2 separate regions of the Mus musculus genome follow, and region 1 is linked to region 2. The links are chromatin contacts, called in public Hi-C maps. All regions are on one chromosome and are shown on one strand. Each heading gives the region's core, a stretch centred on a gene start, on an enhancer-like site or on the middle of the called end of the contact. The rest is flanking DNA. Distances are from core to core; before and after follow the strand shown.

What was found. A called contact is a pair of places that touch in the nucleus more often than the background predicts.
Region 1: a Hi-C map of regulatory T cells shows a contact between it and region 2, with 1.8 times the contacts expected there. The contact joins the enhancer-like site here to the promoter of Cln8 in region 2. A contact is called at or near these places in 1 of 39 promoter capture datasets (macrophages), 5 of 484 Hi-C or Micro-C datasets (CD4 T cells, Th2 cells, cortical glia and 2 more), 3 of 115 datasets of contacts at active chromatin or transcription factors (embryonic stem cells and extraembryonic endoderm stem cells) and 3 of 9 other capture datasets (adipose tissue, liver and pancreatic islet).

Annotation. Positions count from the first base shown.
Region 1 is chr8:14,939,916-14,945,075 of GRCm38.p6, forward strand. Arhgef10 (Rho guanine nucleotide exchange factor (GEF) 10) reads left to right here. Exons shown (of 29, transcript NM_172751.3): 8 at 294-457; 9 at 2,695-2,811. Among named protein-coding and RNA genes, the nearest start is that of Gm35285, 8.0 kb to the right of the region's middle. Within about 2 kb of position 1,381, at least 40 of the 459 cell types and tissues checked have an H3K27ac peak or open chromatin away from gene starts, as enhancers often do. A contact at or near this core is called in Th2 cells, double positive thymocytes, pancreatic islet and 1 more, where this site is marked.
Region 2 is chr8:14,884,838-14,890,251 of GRCm38.p6, forward strand. Cln8 (CLN8 transmembrane ER and ERGIC protein) reads left to right here and starts at 3,699. Exons shown (of 3, transcript NM_012000.3): 1 at 3,699-4,281.

The DNA.
Region 1 (5,160 bases), core at 131-2,630, 53 kb after region 2:
TGTGTCTCTAGTCTTTGCACACTCATATACAAAGGCCTCGCTTTGTGGAAAGTTTATAATGGCCAGCATATTGTTTAGTATATTTTCATCTTATTTGCTGTAGTTGTGCTGGGTCCCCAGGGCACTTTCAGATTTCAGTCACTGCCCGCATGGAAGAGGGTCCACCGGGGAGCTAGAGCCCTTAGCAGCGTCCACGTTGTTCCTGAACAGTGTTGGGGCAGCCTCTGTCTGGTAACTCAGCAGGCTCATGAACTCAAACTTAAATTTGCTGTCACCTTGGTCTGTGCACCCAGATGAAATGATTTATGATGATGTGGAGAACGGCGAAGAAGGTGGAAACAGCTCCCCAGAGTACGGGTGGAGTTCCAGCGAATTCGAAAGCTATGAGGAGCCAAGCGACTCGGAGGGCAAGAACGGAATTCCCAGGTCCTTCCTGCGCAGCAGTCATAAAAAGCAAGTATGTGCTTGGTCTGTTGTGATGGACGAGTGTTCTCCTGTTTACCTGGGAACAGGACTGGGAAATGTGTTCTGAGCCACACGCTTCCGTGGCTAGTCCCCAGACATCCGAGTGTAGTTTGGAGAGCATAGGGTACCAGCGAAGTGGTCTCCTATGTGTAAGCACAGGAGGGTCCAGCTGTTACACCCTCATAAAGTCACTTCTGCAGTACTAACCAGGCTCGCCATCCAGGATCTAAGATGGTAAAAGCCACGCACGTTGGCACAAGTGTGATCCCAGCACTTGGGACATTGAAGTAGGAGGGCATTCGGGAGATCACTGACCACCTGCGGTATTGTATCAGGACAGCTAGGGCTACAGAGAAAGACTCCCTTTTCCACAAAGACAAACTTTAAAAGGAAAACGAGTATCACTGGGCACCAACTTGTTGCAGTCTGGCAGCCGCAGTCCTTCTGCACAGCGAGCTGGCCAGGCCCTATGGATAAGGCAGGCCCCAGCTTTGTTTTGCTCCGCACTGCTGACAATGACCAACTACATTGTGAGCTGGATGAAGACCAAGGTCAGAGGAGCGACGGTGAGCGGCGAGGCTGCAGCAACCCGGATCATTGTTCCCTGGAGAGAACTTCAATTTAGGGGCATAAAACGTCTTAGGTTACAGTCCAGGGAAGAACACGGAAGCCCTCAGGATGAGTGTCCTACTGAGGGGCGCTCCTGGCCCTGACAACTGCCTGAGGTGAATGTGGGGTTCTCTGTGGCTGGCAGGGTCACATAGTCTTGTTGCTGGGGTCCCCTATGGCCAGGTGGAGAAGGATCTGTTGCGTGTGACACCCTCCTGTTGGTGGCACTTCCTATGGAAGGGTGTAAGGGTTGACTGTGTACAGTCACGTGGTGTCTGAGCACTTCCTGTGTGAGGCTGGCAGGTAGCCAACCTGAGGTCCTCCTCTAAGACCTGGTTCTGCCTTTGTAACAGTTAACTATCACCTTCCTCATCTGCCTGCTTTCCCCAGAGACTCCAGCAGCCCGAGGCTGTGGGCGGGACCACGTTTCTGTGCCACTGTAGCTCTGCAAGTTGTCACCTGAGAACTGTCATTTCCTCTGACTTATTTCAGACCCAAGGACAGAAGCATGGTGGGCTTTCGGTCAGACTTTCTCCAGGAATATTTTTTTGTTTTTTCTTTTTAATGATCAGGAGTACAGCTGGGATCTCTCCAGGGATGGACCTACAGTTGCAGCCAGGGGAGCTTATAATGAAGTGATAATTGTTTGCATAAAGCCCTATTAGATACTCTCAACCTAAAACAAGGTTGTGAAAGAGTAGCCGGGCAGGGGGAGCATCAGGGGCGCCTAGGTCCCTGTGTGGCAGCAAACACTTGAGACCTGTTTGTTTGATTGACTTGGGCAGATGGCATCCAGTCTGGCAGTGCTAATGGGGCTGCTCTGGCCGCCCTTGAGGTGGACTCACAGTTACGGTCAAGCCTCCAGAAATGCCAGCGAGGACGGCAAGTGGCTCAGCAGCCTTTTGTTGCTAGGAGAAGCACTGGAGATGTCGGTGGGAAACAGCCTATGAGTGTGGAGTGGTGTTGAGGGGTACAGAGCCCATGTCTCTCGCTTGGAGGCCGGGGCTGTGGAGAGGGGTCTCTGTGCCGTAGGCCCGTGTGACACAGAAGTCCATGGAGATTAGGCTTTCCAGATGAATGTGTATGTTAAAGAAGTACCAGCTTTCTATTGAACATGATTGAAAGTGTTCTTGTCCTGTTTAACGTGAGACCTTACCCCCAGGGGAGAAGCGGCTGGCTCTCTGTGTTTCCGGTGGTGATAAGGGTAGGAAGGGTGGCTCGGCACACTCTAGCCAACTCACCAGTCAGTGTCTTCCCTAGAGCAACCGCACTCCGGCGCGGTCCTGAATGCCAGGTTCTTCCCCTCGGATGCTGGCACAGAAGAGCCTTAAGTGTATTTTGCGTGTGCCAGCTCTTGTCTCCTGGAGATATAAGTGAATGATCTTACATAGATCATTCTGTACATCTACTGACTTTGCTCTTCCCTGGAGCACACGCAGCCTGCCTGCCGGTGGAAGGAGCACACATCCTTCTTGCATGCCTTACTCACACATGTTTTACTTCAGGTCAAGCAGAGCAGGTGGTGGCCTCCAGCTAGAAGGCGCCACATCCTTCACGCAGGATAGCCTCTGGGGACCCACAGAGCCCATTCTGAAAAAAGCATATCTCTTTGTGCTACAGCTCTCTCATGACCTAACCCGCTTTAAGGCGCACTGTGAGGAAAAGATGAGAGGCTTGGTGGCCAGTACGGTGGGAGCCATGGAGATTCAGCAGGCAAAGCAGAGGCAGGAGCGGAAGGTAGTGTGGCTCCTCCTTACACTCTGCAGTGAGCACGTGGTCCATAGCAGACCGCAGGGTGCGTTGGACTGACGCCCCGCCCCGTGCATCCCAGCCAGAACAGTGGTTCTCAAAGCCTGGCCCAGGGCTCCCAGGCTACCTGAGCATTTCCAGGGCCATCGTTAATGACCTCTGAACTTGTTCTCTCACAAGTGCAGGGAGGAAGCTTCCAGACGCTTGCAATGTGGGACGTCACCCACAGATGGAGTGTGGAATCAGCAGTGTCTGGGAGATTCCCAAACATGCGAAATAAATATCGATTTTTGGTTTGGAAAATAGAATCACTTCTTATAATTGTGTTATTTAATATAAAGTGCAATAGACTGATTATCTTCTAAGAATGTATCAATATGAGCCTGGTGTGGTGACGCACGCCTTTAATCCCAGCACTTGGGAGGCAGAGGCAGGTGGATTTCTGAGTTTGAGGCCAGCCTGGTCTACAGAGTGAGTTCCAGGACAGCCAGGACTACACAGAGAAACCCTGTCTCAAAAAAAAAACAAAAACAAAAACAAAAACAAAAAACAAAAAACCAAAACCCAAACAAGCAAAAAAGAATGTATCAGTATAAGATTTTAAATTGTTACCAATTTTAACTTGAACACAATAGATTAATAAAATACAAAAGAAAGCTATCAGGGCATTCATCGGGCTCCATTTCCAGCTCCAAACCTCCAGTGAACATGACTGTGAAGTTTAAGGGGCTCCTAGGCCAAAAGTTTGAGAACTACTGGGTTTGCATATCTTCCTCCTCTGAGATGTGTTTTAAAAGGGCACTGTCAAGTAACTTTTGCTGACTCTCCATCCTTTGGTAACGTGAGACTTATTCGTGTGTTAGATGGGATTTCACAAGAGCTAGAGATTCTTGGAGCCAGCCCTGGGCAGGCAGTGGCTCCACTCTTCAGCATCTAGACACCAGGCTTTCTGAAGAGCTGCCTTCCCGTGAGGCACGCCACTGTTCGGCCAGCATCTGGTTGGTTCCCCGCAGGGCAGTAAGAAGACAGATGCAGATCCACGAGACAGTTTGCTGGTTCTGGGATTTTCCTGCGAGCCGTGGGCTCTCTGCTAGGTGGGGTAGCATGCTGCACAGGTCCAGCTCGGTCCAGCTTAGGAATGTGTGGATGATTGTGGTTGGCAGGTCCAAAGATGTGAGCAAGCCCTAGGAGCATGAACAGTGAGAGCCCAGCATCCTGGTTGAGCCTTGGATGAGCCTCTTTAACTAGCTCCCAGAATTTAGTCTTTTCTTCCAAACGTGGAGGCAAGCTTTGGGGTCTAGAGGGCCCCACCTGCCCCCAGTCTGCAGTCCTCTGATTATTCTGATGTGGCCAAGTGGGGCTGAGGTGCAGCTGCCCATGGTTGGGTCAAGAGGAATGGGACCAGGAATGGTACCTGCAGGGAGCTCAAAGAGCCATTGACATCCCAATAGGTTAAGGTCATGTGTGGGCAGAGTCACTTTAAAGTTCCATCTGTTAGAAAAGGGATAGAAATCTGCTTTGGGGTGCTGGATTGGAAGTGTAGGCCGGGGGTTAATTAGAGCTGTGCAGAATGGTCATTGAGTAGAAAGCCATATCTGCATTGGGACATAAGGGCCTTCAGGATAGACTCTTCTAAACACAACCAGTCAAGACTCTCGTCTTCTGGAGGAAGTGGCCCAGAGCAGGTAGCAGAGGGCAGGAGCTGTAGGCTTGGTTGCCATGGCAGCCTGCTGAGGGTTGAAGTGTGCTTGCTGACAGGTTGGTGAGAGGGTTACTGGTTGGTTTGTTCACTGGCCTCTTGGGCTTTCTCTGAAAGGACACCCAGTGCCCAATGCAAATGTCTTCAGTGCCAGCTGTTTAAAAAGTAAGAAATGAGATGGCATCTGTGCCAAGCCACACCTGGACATCTCTGGCTTCCATTTGACCGCTAAATCACAGCCCTGGCTGGAGGAAACCAGGGACAGTGAACTCAACCTGTATGGGCTGTCTTTCTGATTTATGCCTCCACAGAGGGATTGGCTGTCTTCCTAACCCCTGGGCCAGCCTCAGCCCACTGTCTATCCGTGACTCTGTCTTGCCCTTCTGAATAACTGGGTGTAGTTTTACCTAGGACAAGGCAGGAAGGACCCACTGTGGAGAACATCCAGAAGTTTGTTTGAAGGCCTGAACATACAGTTAGCCCTTCTGTCCTTGGATTAGGGGCACACAACTCTCTGCCACTCTTCAAAGGTCCCTGTGTTTGGGAAAGATTTGGGGAGAAGGCTTTGATGTAGCAGGAAGGTTTTTGAAACCTGCCAAGGAAGGGCTCGTCTTTAACAACAAAAAAGCAGAAAGAAA
Region 2 (5,414 bases), core at 2,449-4,948:
ATGAGATCTGATGCCCTCTTCTAGTGTGTCTGAAGACAGCGACAGTGTACTGACATACATAAAATAAATGTTAAAAAAAAAATAGAGGCTTTTCCTTGGGGACAAGCCAAATGATAATAAAGCTGCCCTTTTGAAAAAATTTCATCCACAAGCAAGAGTGGGTTTTTTGTTTGTTTGTCTGTTTGTTTTTTGTTTTACCAACTTGATAAGATTCTTGCTAAAACTGGCCTGAGGTCAGGATTTAGGGAGCATAAGAAGATCTTGCTGGAAGCCGGGCGTGGTGGCACACGCCTTTAATCCCAGCACTTGGGAGGCAGAGGCAGGTGGATCTCTGAGTTCAAGGCCAGCCTGGTCTACAAGGTGAGTTCCAGGACAGCCAGGGCAACACAGAGAAACCCTGTCTCGAAAAACCAAAAAAAAAAAAAGAAGAAGAAGAAGAAGAAGAAGAAGAAGAAGAAGAAGAAGAAGAAGAAGAAGAAGAAGAAGAAGAAGAAGAAGAAGAAGAAGAAGATCTTGCTGGGAATTAGGTTGGGATATGCCACTAGGAACACCCAAGGGCAGAGAGGAGTTGGCTGCTGCTCCTTCGACACATTGCTATGGGTCCATCTGATACCAGATGCCAGGAGGCTTGTCCCAGCCATTCCATAGATAATAGGGCCTCGGTGATTAGGAATATTGACTGCTACTCCAGATGGCCTGGGTCGCATTCTCGGCACCCACATGGTAGCTCGTGACTGACTGTAACTCCAGTTCCAGCACTTTCTTCCGGCCCCCTCAGGCATTGCATTCATGTTGTGTAGAGGCATACATGCAGGCAAATCCAGAAAGAACAACGGACTGAGTTCAGATTCTCGGACAAACATTTGAACTGGAACCAAGGGGGATTAAGGAAAAGGGCTTAACACTGGTCTCATCAAAAGGGAGAGGGGGGTGTTGTATGTCTACAGAAAGAAAACCCTTTTGGAGCAAGGCAGCAGAAAGCAGAGTTGCATCTTACTGAGAAGTAGCTCTGGTGTTAGGAGTCAAGCACTTACAAAAAGCACAGCACATAGCCAAGGCTAAGAACTTACTTTCCTTCTAGTAAACGAACTGGCACTGTGGGGTTTGGGGAACAGTGAACAGGATTACAACCCCACCATGTAAGAACACAGGTCACAAGGAAGGGAAGAAACCTTGTCTGTACAGGACACAGAGAGTTAAGACATGTGACCGTGAACAAAGTTCCTAATCCTGTCTGAAATGCTCAGAACGCTCTAGGTCTATGGCTGGGAGAAGGGCGAAGCTGAACCCGCTTAGGCCCCCAAGTGTGTCTCGTTGCAATTTTATCATTCTTATTTGCAATATCTCTATTAAAAAAGGAGTGTTGCTAGGAATATTGAAAGCAATCTTTACATTGAATTTTTTCTGTGATCTCCCCTGCCTTTCTGTTTCTGCCTCATACACCTTTTTCTTCTGTTTTGTTTCTCTGTGTAACAGCCCTGGCTGTCCTAGAACTCTCTTTGTAAATCAGGCTGGCCTCAAACTCACAGAGATCTGCCTGCCTCTGCCTCCCAAGTGCTGGGATTAAACACATGTGCCACCAGGCCCTGCTTCACCCATCCATTTTTAAGGGCATTTTCTCTGTAAGGTGCAGGTTGATAGCCAGTCTCTCCCTAGAGACAGTGTGCATTACCCTGCACCACAAGACAAAGGCCGGGCACACTGCACACATAGTGGACAGAAGAGAAGAAGAGGAGCTTGCTGTTAACATACCATATGAGTTAGATAGATATAAGAGCCTGTGCCTCCTGGTCCCATGAATACTACTGATCTCTGGGAAATGACTCCGTGCACTGAAGTTTAGGAATCTCTCTCCCTATCTCACCCAGAGACACACCCCTTTGAGAACTCCACCACATTTGAGTCCAAAAGCAAGAATTAGATAGGAGAAATGCCTTCTTTTTTTTCTTGAGATAATATAATTACATCATTTCTCCCCTCCCTTCCTCTCACATATACCACCCCACCCCCACTCCTTCTCTCTTTCAAATACCTGGCAAGAGAATTCTTATTGTCTACCTGCTAATGCCTTGTAAGAAAAAAATAATCTGTTTATTATTTTATTTGTGTGTATTTCTGGGCATGCCACACTGAACATTAATACCCAGGACTCGCATGGTAGAAAGAGATGTCTTCTTGAAGAAACAATGAAATATCGCAATGAGTACATTTTGCTACCAGGAAATGAGGGTTAAATTAACCCCCCCCCCCACCTCCATTAAAGTCATTCCAGTTTGCCTTCTCCAAACGGCCTATGACACAGTAACAGAGGGCAACTGCCTGAGACTAACAGTCGAGGTCATAGTGCCTGGGACAGGCAACTGTAACATCTGGATGGATGAGTGAGCTGTGTGGTGTGGGAACCTGACACAAGAGAGGCTTAAGGAGGGCTTAGAGGAGACATCCAGCCAGGCTGGCCAGATGGAAACAGTGCCTGGGGTGCAAACTTGCAGGTGATGATGCAGGAACTGCGGTCAGATAGGAAAGGTGTGTTTGTAAACAGTCTAACCCAGGCTGACCTTAAAATCAACTCCTTCCCTGAAGATGACCTTTAACCCCTGACCTTCCTATCTCCACCTGGCCAAAGGTCAGTATTACTAAACGCTGTTTACACACCCAGATCTCTCTTGTTATTTTGACACAGGGTTTCAAGCAGCTTAGGGTGGTCTTGAAACTATGTTATTGCTCATACCAGCCAAGTGGAAAAACTAAGGTGCCAACCATGGACTCTGGGGTGCACCAAATATTGATGAAACCTCAGGAAAATAACAGAACTTGAACGTCGGTGTAAAATCTTTGCTGTAAAGGGACCCTTATCACAAGTCACAGGGGCACAGGGCTGAAGTCACAGCTCATTAGCCATTCTATCCATCTTGTGTGATGTTTCTCAAAGGTATTTCTGCAGGTGGCCTGGTTAACTATGTTGCAATTCCTGGGTGTTCAGAGACAATATCAGAACCAGGAGGGTGGGTATGTACAGGACGCTATTCCTTCTAGTCTTTTAAACCAGCTATCTTGTTAATTATCAAGATATGGTATGATAAAGGGCTCTAGGGAGGACTCTGTTATGTGGCCACCTGTCTGCAATCCAGGGTAGGGTGGGCAATTGCCCTGTCTAGATAAGGGCCAGGCAATTGCAAGCACCTGACTAGCAGACATTGCACAAGGAGTGCTGAGGCCAGACGTGAATCCCGAGCCAGGTTGGTTTTCCTGCTATGCTAGGTAGATGAGGGTACTAAGTGCTGATTATCTGCTCAGAGAGAGGGGACTGATTCCGCACCTCTCACCGCTACCCTACCAGCCCCGCTTGGTTAGTAGGTACATGGAATGGGTCGGGAGGTCTTTGCTCTTCTCATAATGCTGGCTCTGAATTAGCTTCGGCTCTTAGCAGGAGCACAGGGTAGCTCTGCACACGCCTCACAGCCACCTTTTCCTAAGGGACCGTAAGCCCGAACTGTACTTGTGCAGACAGGAGCTGGTTACCACCGCCTGGAAGACAATGCTGCTGTAGCAAGGGACACAGTGCGGTCCATTTTGTCGGCCTGAGCAAGTTTTTCGACTCCATGCAGTCGCCTGGAGCTCTGGCAGCACCAACCAGGAGACGCGTGCGCTTGCGTTTCACCTCTGCGCTCTGACGTCAGAGGCCTTAGGGACTTAGGAAAGAGGGAAGGGACAGGGAGTGAAGGGGTGTACGTAGGAGGGTCTTGGGGGACGGTCCACACAGAGGATCGTGGAAGGTCAGTTGGGGTGGGGGTTGAGGAATTCCTCCACTGATCCCTCCGTACCACTCTTAAGGTCCCAGCACCAACTTGAGCTACGATAGTCAAATCTAGCATAGCGCGCTGCGAACTGTGTAGCCTGCTCCAGGCACCCCCATGGCGCTGGATGGGATGATCCTACCCCAACTCGTGCCCCCCGAGTCTACCTTGGTAGCGTCCTAGGGAGGCGAGGCTTAGGGCTTCAGCAGTGCGCGTGCGCAGTGGATAGTGTTTGCTCAGCGCGCGACACTGTCGTGGGTGATTTCTCCGGTGCTAGGGGCGGGATGGCCTGAAAGCGGGGTGCCCAGCTGAGGCGGGGACACAGATGGGCGTGGGGCCCTAGTCTCCAGTGCCACTCAGCGACCGGTATTCTATCTGGCTCCGGTCACGAGGTGTGTCTACGGCTCAGGAGCTCCTGGGACAGCGAGTCTAAGCAGCTGATGGACCAAGAGGCGGCGCCCCCCTTCTGCTCACCTGAATGCAGGTGAGACGTGAAGGGCACCCTGTATACACCTGCCTGCAGCAGCGCAGTCTTTGCTTGGCCACCCGAGGAGGAAGCATTCCATTTGGTGTATAGGTCCTGGGCCACCGTGGGCGCGGGTGGACGATTCAGACTGGGTCCGACTGGATAGGTCGACCTGGGTCGCAAGAGAACTTGGGGCAGCAAAGTGATGGACCACGGTCGCTGGGCTAGGTCTGTACAGTGCTAGGGGATGAGGAACTTGAGTGTGGATCATCATGGGACCAGAGGGTGAAAGGCGATGTTGGTCAGATCTCCGCGAGGTAGGACTGGGTGGTGTCAGCACTTAGTGAAGGGGAGCGGGAATAGGAAGGACCCCTAGCTCTCAGCACACCGTGGGAGGTCCTGGGGCTAGGGTGCTGCTGCCTTAGAAAAGGGTGCCTAAGCCCTTTTAGAAGGCTTTCAGAGTCGTCGGAATGACAGAGTAGGTGGCTGCTCCTAAGTACTGTTTGAATTCATGTCGGTATCGATATTTGTTTTCTGACCGTGTTTATGTATGAAATCTGTAGCTATACACTGGACTTGTTCCCGTGTTTTGTATTTTTTTATTTAAACTTTTCTCTAGGAAGAGTGGGAAAGGCTATGATTAAGGAAACCTCAGATATTCTGAAAATATGAGATTCCACTACACCCACCCAAGCTCTGGTAGACCCGCCCTAGCCTCTAGGTGCTAGTTGTTATGGAAACAAAGCTCCTAGACCTTGAAAGCTCTCCCTGTGCTATTCAGGACCGAATCTCTTCGGATAGTGAGAATCTGGAGAATCCGGCTAGGATAGTTAGTGGATAGGTAAATAAGTCCCAGTAGTGTTTCTCTTAGGCCACTGAGAACCACGTGGGACAGGATTAGTGAGGGGCATGCCCGATGTGCTGCAAAAGGCAAAGGCAGAGTAAACAGCTGCCGTGTGTTTATTCCTTTCTGTTAATAAAAAGGAAACGTTTTATCTAGAGAAAGACTGACTCAGCATGTGCCCCCAAACCCGTGGTATTGCTTAGGGCTCTCTCGGAGGAGAACGGGTTTCAGTTCTCTATTTCCAGGCTTATACGTTTTCTTTTCAGCTTTGTTAAGCATACATGTCTTTTGGCACTGGGAAAATACT